2 separate regions of the Anas platyrhynchos genome follow, and region 2 is linked to region 1. A link is a contact called in public Hi-C data. All regions are on one chromosome and are shown on one strand. Each heading gives the region's core, a stretch centred on a gene start, on an enhancer-like site or on the middle of the called end of the contact. The rest is flanking DNA. Distances are from core to core; before and after follow the strand shown. Region 1 overlaps SYT16 (synaptotagmin 16). Region 2 overlaps LOC101792402 (a long non-coding RNA gene).

Evidence for each region. Hi-C and Micro-C count contacts between places; a contact is called where the count stands out from the background.
Region 2: a contact with region 1 is called in a Hi-C map of subcutaneous adipose tissue, with 2.4 times the contacts expected there. The contact joins two enhancer-like sites. A contact is called at or near these places in 6 of 8 Hi-C or Micro-C datasets (F1 follicle, F5 follicle, liver and 2 more).

Annotation. Positions count from the first base shown.
Region 1 is chr5:6,787,468-6,792,190 of IASCAAS_PekinDuck_T2T, forward strand. The region is part of intron 2 of SYT16 (synaptotagmin 16); the gene reads left to right. Among named protein-coding and RNA genes, the nearest start is that of SYT16, 22 kb to the left of the region's middle. Within about 2 kb of position 2,189, at least 1 of the 8 cell types and tissues checked has an H3K27ac peak or open chromatin away from gene starts, as enhancers often do.
Region 2 is chr5:6,875,034-6,879,756 of IASCAAS_PekinDuck_T2T, forward strand. It overlaps LOC101792402 (a long non-coding RNA gene), which reads left to right. Exons shown (of 4, transcript XR_003497624.3): 2 at 478-599. Among named protein-coding and RNA genes, the nearest start is that of SYT16, 110 kb to the left of the region's middle. Within about 2 kb of position 2,513, at least 4 of the 8 cell types and tissues checked have an H3K27ac peak or open chromatin away from gene starts, as enhancers often do.

The DNA of each region.
Region 1 (4,723 bases), core at 939-3,438:
GAACAAAGAGCTCCCGATGCCTTTTGTTAAGTGATTAAATGTGTCTTTCTTCCTCCTTTGCGCTCCTCTTCTTCCTCTGCCTTTCCTACTGCCCCAGTTTGTGGTCTGATGAGGGGTGGTGCTGGGTCGCTGAGTGGAATGACCTTGTGAGGCTTTAAGGCACAATTCAGGTGGCCCAACCACATGTTTAGCACAGGCTCACCCAGCACGAGGTCAGTATTCCCTGATTTTACTTCCCCCATGGCATGGGCACGAGCAGGTGCTGTCTTGGCCTGCTCAGCAGGAGGGGCCTGACCCTGTGGTGCTGCAGGCTGTGGCAGGATGCTCTGGGAAGGAGAAGGCTGTGGTTTTATTCCTCTTCTCCCATCTTTTTGCAAGCTGTGGGTAGCCTGGCTAGGAGAGCCACAAGCCCTGTAGTGCTTTGTCTTCTCCTCCTAGAGCCCTGCAGAGGGAGGATGGCTGTGCCAGCACACAGCAGCGGCTGGGAACATCTGCTCAAACCAAGCAGAACTGGTGATTTTGCAAAGCTGCTGAGGGCTTTGAAGAGTTGGGGTGATGGACGAGACCTTTGCTGTCCAAATCCCAGAGCTGGGCCATGTAGGGGGCACGCTGTCCAGCAGAGCAGCCCCGCACAGGCAGGCAGTGTTCCCTGGGGGGCTGCTCCCCTCACAGACCCAGCACCCCCCGAGGGCAGAGGCAGCACCGATGCTGCTGGGTGGGGGCAGCAAACTTGAAAGGGCACAGATTCGACATCACTGAGCCCGCCTCAAGGCTTGGCTGGAGGAAACGGGCTTGGCAGAAGCAGAAGGTTTCTCCAGCACGCCCGCCGAGAGGCGGCTTGCGTTGGCCCAGGGTGCTGGAAACCATCTTCTAGCCTGGGCACGGCTCCATCTCCATCCAATCTGTGCAGCACGAGTCCTGCTAAAGAGCAGGGAAGTGGCTGTCCCTGGGCCTGTCTCGTGGCAGGTAAATACCGTCTGCAAGTCGGTGGCACGGCCTGGCTGCGTGAGGTGTCTGCAGAGAGAGGAAACGCAGGGCCCACACCTTGACAGATAAAGGAGGGTGCGTGGGTGCCATTTCCTCATCCTTAAGCTGCAACCTTTTAGGTTGGGTGTTACGAAGAACTTCTTTACCGAAAGGGTTGTTAGACATTGAAACAGGCTGCCTAGGGAAGTGGTGGAGTCACCATCCCTGGAGGTCTTTAAAAGACGTTTAGATGTAGAGCTTAGGGATATGGTTTAGTGGGGACTGTTAGCGTTAGGTCAGAGGTTGGACTCGATGATCTTGAGGTCTCTTCCAACCTAGAAATTCTGTGATTCTGTGATTCTGCTGCAGGGTCTGATCTCGCTGTGGTTTCAGCCTCTCCAACAGCCCTCCTCCTAATGGGACCTACGGGAAGAACTTTTGCTCCATAATAAACTTTCAGGGGAGATGAGGTCTGAGATCAGCACGGGATTTTTCTGGTTTAATTTGTATTTTCTCAGCAAATCCAGAGTTTTTCAGATTTGGTACGTCTGTAAATATCAATGAAATTTCTGCTTTGAACACTGATCGCAGCGTGTTTCTGATAATCTGTCGTTTTATAGCCCACCCTCCTGGTTTATGTGCCCTCCTCCTTTGCTCAGAACTTAAGCCCTGGATTTTTTCACTGCTGCAATACTTTATTTTTTTTATTTATTTCTGAATACCCAGCAGCTGCTTAGTTTCAGACTCCTAGACTCCTGTCTCTTTTGCAGTACCTAGGTTTGGTATCCTTTAGCCACCGTTGCCTAAGATGCTTTGCAGGCAGAAACTCACGGAAAACAGACACTTGGGAATATTGGGCACCTTGTGTCTGAAGGTGGACGACCAGGAATTAAAGTGCTTAAAATCCTAGAGAACTATTGGAAAATGCTTCCTCCCTCCCCTAACTTTGTAGGCTGGGGTAGTTTTGCCTTGGAAGGTAGTCGTGGAGATGGTGAATTAATTTTCCTGCTCGTCAGTGGTTATCTCCTGTCCTCCCGCAATTCCGAATGACAGCCCACCTCATTAAAACCCGGCGCGTGTGTGCTTGATATTAAACAAATTGGATAGCCTTGAGATTGCTTATTTCTTCCAGGGATACGAGGATGAATTGAAGCAAGGCAGTCTGCAGCCCGGCGTGTTTCAGCTGAAGGCTGCTAATGACGCATCCCAGAAACACAGAGCATCAGCAAGTCCTCTGGTACCTCGCTGATATTTTTCCTGCAGTAGCACGAGCGCAGTTACAGCTCGGAAGGGTGGGAGCTGAAAGACTGGAGGAGATGAAGGAATTTGAAGAGAAAAAGAGGATTTCACGAGGCGAAGTCAGGGGGCGTCTGTGGGTTGGTGGGGGAACAAGCAGCTAGAAAGCGTTGGCACTACCGGCTGCTTTAGGAATGTGTAGGGATTCGGAAAGACTCAGGTAAAACACTTGCAAGTGCGTTTGCTTTGCAGGAAGGGGAGAGCAATGGGTGTGCAGATTGGGAAGAAAGCAGAAGAGCAGAGGTAGGCAGGAGTGAGAGAAAGCAGAGCACTAACAAGGTAAAAGTGGTGAAGAAAGAGATGAATCCGAAGCAGTCTCGGGGATGGATATAAACTACAGGGCACCTGATGTAACATTCAGTCTTGCTAGCGACCACCAGGGAGGGGAAATTGCTGCTGCCTGTCATTCCAGCCTGCCCTTCCTCTCTCCCCCCCTTTTATCTTTTGATTTATAGCAATACGAATTGTCCTTCCTAAGAGCAGATCATGAGACTCAGCTGAGGGATTAAAGCCGAGCCGCTGACCTCCGAGCGCATCGTAATGCCTGTGAATCATTGCCTCATCCCCCGTATTGGCAGGCTGATGGATTCCTAACGAGGTTGGTGGTGGCATCTCCGTGTTGCTGCCTGAGCTGTGCCTTTTGTGCTTAAACTCTGACTTGGAGAAACAAGTTCATTCCAGGCTCTTTGTGTTTCTCTCCTCCTCCTTTTCTCAGCTTTTACTTCTTTAAATGTAGACTTCTTTTGACAGATCATCGCCATGGTAACTAACAGGCCCGGGCTGCCTACAGAAATTGTAGTAATAAAGTGGTTGGTTTTTACACATGATGAAAAGATGATGAAGCACAATGATAGGTGATAAAGACACAGGTAATTGCTCTAGAATAATATTGCTGCCAAGAAGATGACTGAACTCCCACACAGAAGATGAACAGATGGTGTATTTATTGAAATTCATAGGCTGCGAGCAGAAAAAAAAAATGTAATTGATGGCTGTGTAGGTTTTGTTTCAGTTTACTATATGGTGAACTGAGCCAGGGGAGCGGCGTGCCAGCAGATGGAGCCCTTATGCAAAGCCACCGCAGCTCTCTGGAGAGCTCACTTTGCTCCTTGGATCAGAATTCCAATCAGAGCCCCAAAAGCAGCAGAACTGCTAATTGCTCCGATGCGTTCTGCTGCTTTAGATCTGTCACGTAGCCCCGTTTTATTTTAGAAAGGGTGTAACACTTCTGTAAGAACAGTCGTGGCAAGTGGTACTAGCATGCTGGGGATGGCGAAGGAGAAAGTAGAAAAGCGAATACTTGTGAAACTTGTGCTCAGCACCACTTTCCCAGGCCAAACGCATGCTTGTGTCAGGAAGCAGCAGCTGTAGATTATTCGGTAGCCTGGTTGCTGAAGACTTTCTCCTGGGCTGCTTTGCAGTATCCAAGGGAAGGCAGAGGCAGGATATTTTCCTCCAGTTCATCATTCTGCCTCTTCAGTATGAGATAAAACTGGTCAATCTGATGTCGAGGATCTTGTCCAAGTGTTGTCTGCACACACTGTGCGGTGCTGTGGGTTCGGTTTGAACGGATCTGTTTCTTCTGTGTTGCGTGCTGCAAGGTCCTGAGCATGCAGGGCTGTGGCATCCCCCACCACGGGGCTTGCTGCTCTCAATTTCCCAAAAAAGATCGCTTCAGTGCTGGCCAGAGGACAGAAATATCTGCAGGAATCATTGCCTGAAAGGTGTTACTCTGAGAGGTGTGACAGGCTGCTGCCTTCCTGAGCTGCCTGCCACAGCCCTGACCCCCCTGCTGGCTCCCCAGAGCAGTGATTTATTCGTGATAATGTTTGGGTGCTGTTAGCACATCCTCTGGCTCTCTTCCTCTGCAGCCTGGTGCTGCTTTATTGATCGCAGGACTCATTTTCTCATCAAGTTGGGCAAGGAAACCACTTCCCACCTGGGTTTGCATCCAGCTGCACCTACTCGTGTATTGACTGCGTTTTGTAGGGCTCGCGTGCAAGGGGCTGGGAGAAGGAGTGTAAATAAAAGAAGGAACAGGTGCTTTGTCTTACAAGGGTGGTGTCAATGAGAATGAAAATAAATGGGGTATGGAAGAGCCTCTCTCTGCGGGGCACTTCGCTCAGGGGGAAGAAACTGTAAATTGTGGGTTCACCTCTTGGCAGTATCTGTGTCAAACTCTTCCTGCCTTTTATCTTCTTCCTCTGGATTGGCAGGGCCCCCACATCTTCTGTGGCACCTGAAAAATCTGATTTGTATGCAAATTGCTGCTGTTTAGGTTAAAACTAACTTGCTGTCACTTTCTTTTTTTTTTTTTCAAACTTTGTTCCCTTTTCCTCTAGAAGGGGGGGGGGGGAGAAAAAGTTCCTTAAGTGGTACACCTTCTCCATACAAGATTAAACAGAATCGCGCTGGCAGGAGAAAGATGTGCTTTTCTGAGACCTGTCAGCCAGCCAGCAAG
Region 2 (4,723 bases), core at 1,263-3,762, 88 kb after region 1:
GCGCGCGTATGGGATAGGAAATTAGCGCTACTACTCGAAACGATGCTGTGGTTTTAATAGCCTCCCTCCAGCTCTCCTCCCAGGCTGACAAGAGCTGACCGAGGAAATAACGTGCAGTTCTAAAGGGCAGTGATCAAGGCAGCGATCACACTCTAGCTGAGGAAACTTCCGGAGATTCAGGGAGCAAGCTGTATTCTTGCAGCGTTTGTTCTGGGAGGATTGCAGCCATACCACCGAGAGACCGAAGCAAATTTCCTTAATGTTTGATTTCACTTTCCTGATGCTCAAGAGGGTGTCCAGGCAGCCAGGTCAGAGTTAGAGCACTGGATGTGACACCAGAGCTCTGCTTGCCCTGCTAGCGAGCCCCACGGGGCTCCTGAGATAGCGCTCCCCTCTCTTACAGCCCAGCTTCGTGCCGCGTACGTCCCGGCTTTGCCACCTGAGCCATGTGTGTTTCTCCTTGCTCCCCTGTGGCAGGTACCGTTCAGCAGTGCCGTGCTGCCAGAAATGCTCGCTGAGCCCGTGCGAGGAGGAAATCTCACCGGAGCTGCTGGCGTTACCCCAGAAAGACCCTCTGCAGACTGACTCCACGGCCTCAGGTAACCACCAAGTTTGCAGACTCCAGCCGGTCGGGCTTGCCTTCGGGGTGAGGGGAATGGTTTGGAGGAGTGCTCACAGGAGATCAAGCTGGGGATGGGGTTTTATTCTTTGCTGCATGTGGCCTGAGCTTTAGCCAGCCCCTTAGTCAGAGGGGTGCAGGCAGTGGGACTGCAAGGACAGGGAGAGGAGAAGTCCCCCGGTTTTCATGCACTCGTCAGAGCTATTCGGATGCTTGTGCCTTGCCCAGAAATGAGTTAGGGAGCTCTGCAAAGCAATTAGCAAACTAAAAGGAAGGCAGGTTTAAGTTGCAAAGCCAGCAGCTCCCGCCAGCAGACAGCAGCAAGGCTTTTACCTGCCCACAGGTGAATTAAAGGGGCTTTCTCTGCCTGAGCAAGGAGTAGGAAATCTGTCCCTGTTTGGAAGAGCTGCAATCGATCGGCAGTCTGTGTGAAATCCTGGGGCTGGCATGTGTTTTCGATCCACATGTTCGCCTGCCTGTGGCTTGGTAGCTTTGAGTTATCAACCGGAAAGCCCCCGGTGGGACCAGCTGCTTGTCCTGCCAGTGGCGGAGGAGAAATGCAGCGGCATGGCATGAGAAATCAGAGCAGGGTTTCAGCCGAGCACTCCTTAATTGCGAGCGCTGCTAAGGTTAGAGACGGGGGAATTTATCACTGCAGTTTGACGGCGGTTGCAAGGACGTTACGATATCTCCAGCCATGTCAAAGTCACAGCTCCTGCTGGTAATAAATGCCCGGTTCTGCGTGCTTAGAAGCCTCCCTCGGGTTTTCTATTTGTGCATGCGAGAGATGCTCAGAAACGGTTTCCACCTCGCACATTGATCATCTTCTCCCGTGTTAGGAAACCCCACAGGGCACGGGCACATTTTACCAACTGCCTTCCACGTGCAGTGTCGGCAGCTTGGCCAGCGAGCCCCTCTGCTTGCCCCCTGCAGACATCTGCATCGACGTGCTGATAGTAGCAGCTCCTACAGCCCTGACACTGCAGCACCATGAGGCAGGGATGGGTTTTCCTCCGAGGAAAGGAGGAGACACCGAGTGTAGGAGCTCTCCCCAGCTCTCACGCATAATGTTTGGGGCAGAGCTGGGTCTGGCATGTCCCTCTCCCTTGCCCCAGGTGGGGAGCCACGAGCTTTGCTTTCTCCTGGCTGTTTGATCGTTCATTAAGCCCCACTTTGCCCCCTCTCCGGTTTGACTTGCAGCCCTCTCGAAATCACCCAGCACTAATTCATGCCGCAGAGGGGCTCCTGTCGCTGGGAGATGGGGGAGCCCGGGGCCAGATGAAGACAATTTCTTGCAATTTGCAGCTAGACCGCGAAGTTGCCGTGTTATAAATCGATTTCCATTTCAATTTAGATAAGATAGCCCTCTGCCCAAACACGCCTAATAACTCTGCGGGTCCACGCAGCACTGTAATTATTCCCGGAGAAATGAATAGGAACGGGCAGATTTTTGCTCTTTTTTTTTTTTTTTTTTTTTGAAAGCGCAATTAAAGGCCTCGCGAAGCTGTGCTGGAGTGATGCAGGCTGGAGAGACGGAGGCGTCTATTCCCTCGCTGCCGCGCGTGGGATTTATGCTCCGAACTTCCATTAGTGCTAATGGCAGCCGGAGCCGCCGCGCTCCTGTGTGCCGCGCATGCCGAGCAGGCAGCGGCGGCGGGCGGGCGGCGGGGGGCTCAACGTGCTTCCCGAGGTCTGTTCCAGGCTGGGAGGACAAATATCAGGCTCAGGACCCACTGGTTAGCCCCTGGAGGGGGAAACTTGGCTCTGTGCCGTTGTGGTGTGGCGCTGAAGAAATGTAATGTGATTAAGATGTATCTGTCTCCAAGCTTGAGTGAGGCGGAGGCAGTGACTCATACCACCTTGCTGTAACTGTCAAAACACTTGGCTGGCGAGAATAGCCTTCTACACAAAAAGCACTGATTCAATATGTTTATATTTAAACAAAACGCTGAGGGGCTGATTCACTGCGGCATTACTACCGCCGTGCGTGCCTGCAGCCCCGGCCAAGCAGCCCCGAGGCACGCACAGAGGCCGTCCGCTCTGACTTTCAGAGAAGGATTAGAGCAAGGCTGGCAGCTCGCGAGCCTCCTGCCCTGGAGTTTCTGGGCTTTGCCAGCAGCGAGCATCGCGGTGAGCAGCTTGTGTCTGCTTTGCTCTCTGTGTCTTTTGAGTGGCTTTGCACTTTCAAGTGGGAACACGTCCTCTTAACATCAGCCTTGTAGCCCAGAGGTGCGTTTGGTGTTCAGCTGCTGGTTGCTGCCCTTCCTTGCTCCTAAAGCAAGTGCTGGGGGTTGTGATAGCTCCACTGCTTTGCCTGATGTTGTGAGATCTTTGGGAACTGACTGCGGTTCGCACCCGAGGGCTATGTCCTGAGCTGGTGCTGTCCGTACCCTGCAGACTTGGCAGGCAGAGGGCTGGTGCCAGCTGGATGCTCGCCCAACCCACTGCCAGGACGGTGATTTGCATCCCTCTCAGGACACAATCCTCTCCCTCTAAGAGCACCCCGGGGACCAGTGGGGACAGGGCAGCGTGGTGGGGACAGCTGCAGGCTCTCCTGCACCGTGGCTCACCCTCATGCAAGACAATTATGTCTGGAGGGGGTCTGGGTCCCAGGAAACTGCATCTGGCATGGCCACTCCAAGCTGTTTGCCAGTTTTTCTTCAGGACCACACATGCGAGGGGCAATGACTGTCCCACTGTCACCCTCTATCTCTGGGGGAAGAGACATTCCTGCTGCCAGTGACAGCAAAGGAGAGGTTTGCACGGAGCTGAAGGAGACCGAGGGCTCTGCACATAGCAGCAGTGATGCTCTGCATGCTGTGCTTGTCTATTCTGCCTCTGCTCATTTTCTGCTTGCAGAGCACACAGGCAGAGCTGGGTCTGTGCTTCTGCCTTTTCGCTGAAAACCACCAGGGAGCGAGTTTTAGCATTTAGAAGCCCGGTTTGAAGGAGAACAACGAGCCCCTGGTTGGCTCATCAGCCTGTACGCTGAGTTTGGCTCCTTTCCCATCCCTGATGGCCCGGGTGGCCATGGGAACGCCACTTCGTCTTTCATACCTCTGTCCTCAGAGTAGTCGGAGGAAAAACGTAATGTTCTCCTACCCCACAGTGTAGGGAGGGTAAATGCTTTGGGACTGCACTCAGAAAACACAGCAGAGGGGCTTTAACCTAGGAGAATCTACTACCAGAGTAGTTAAGTGCTCGGGGTGCCCGGTCTCTAGTGTAATTCAAATACTAGGATAAAACCTAACAGCGCTGAAGGCTGCTGCACGTGTGTTTGAATGAGTGTTCGTGGCTGCTTACTGCAGCTGTGTCCTGGTCCCAAGAGCTGAGGGCAGTGCAGGGAGCATCTCTGCTGTATGCAGTGGGTCCAGCGTGACTAAAACACGGCGTTGTCCTGTTGCACGGGTGGCAGACCCCTTCTGATACCTCCGTGGTGGGAACGGTGCTGCTTTGTGGGATCCACGTCAGGCCAGTCCCAGGGCTGGGGGACTTGGCTCCAAATCAGGTGCTAATCCATCAGTCAAGGGTTTTTTGCCCCGGTTTGTAATGTTCTTTTACAGCAAACCTCCATCCTCGCTGACTTGAGATTCAGGGAGAAAACACAAGAAGAACCTCCTGTGGGGGGGTCTGTCCTCTGCGGCCACCTCCGTGTGGTTTTGGTGCAGAGGGAGGATGGCGGAGCACATCGCCTCCTCCCCTGCGAGACCTGCACCGATATCCTTTCCCTCCCACCTGCAGCAAGGACTCCAGGAGCTCCCCAAGCCCACCCTGTACGATGAGGTCTGGTTTGGCTGCACAACGCCTTGGGCTATGGGGTAGAGACGCAGCCCAGAACCAAACCCTTTATTGCCTCAGAAAGCCGGGCTTTGCGTGCCCCTGTAAAAGATCTCAGTGTGGGAAAGAAATGTATGCCCTAAGACCTGAGTGACTCCAGATCCTAACTTTTGGGGACTGTCTTTAAAATCCACCACAGCAAGATCTCAAAAATGCGCCCATTTAAATGCAAACCACAGCAATCAGAGCGGGTTTTGGTGCCCCACCGGCACATGCCTCCCGGGATCGCGTCACAAACCGGGCACCACAACCGGGCCCTGGCTCTCC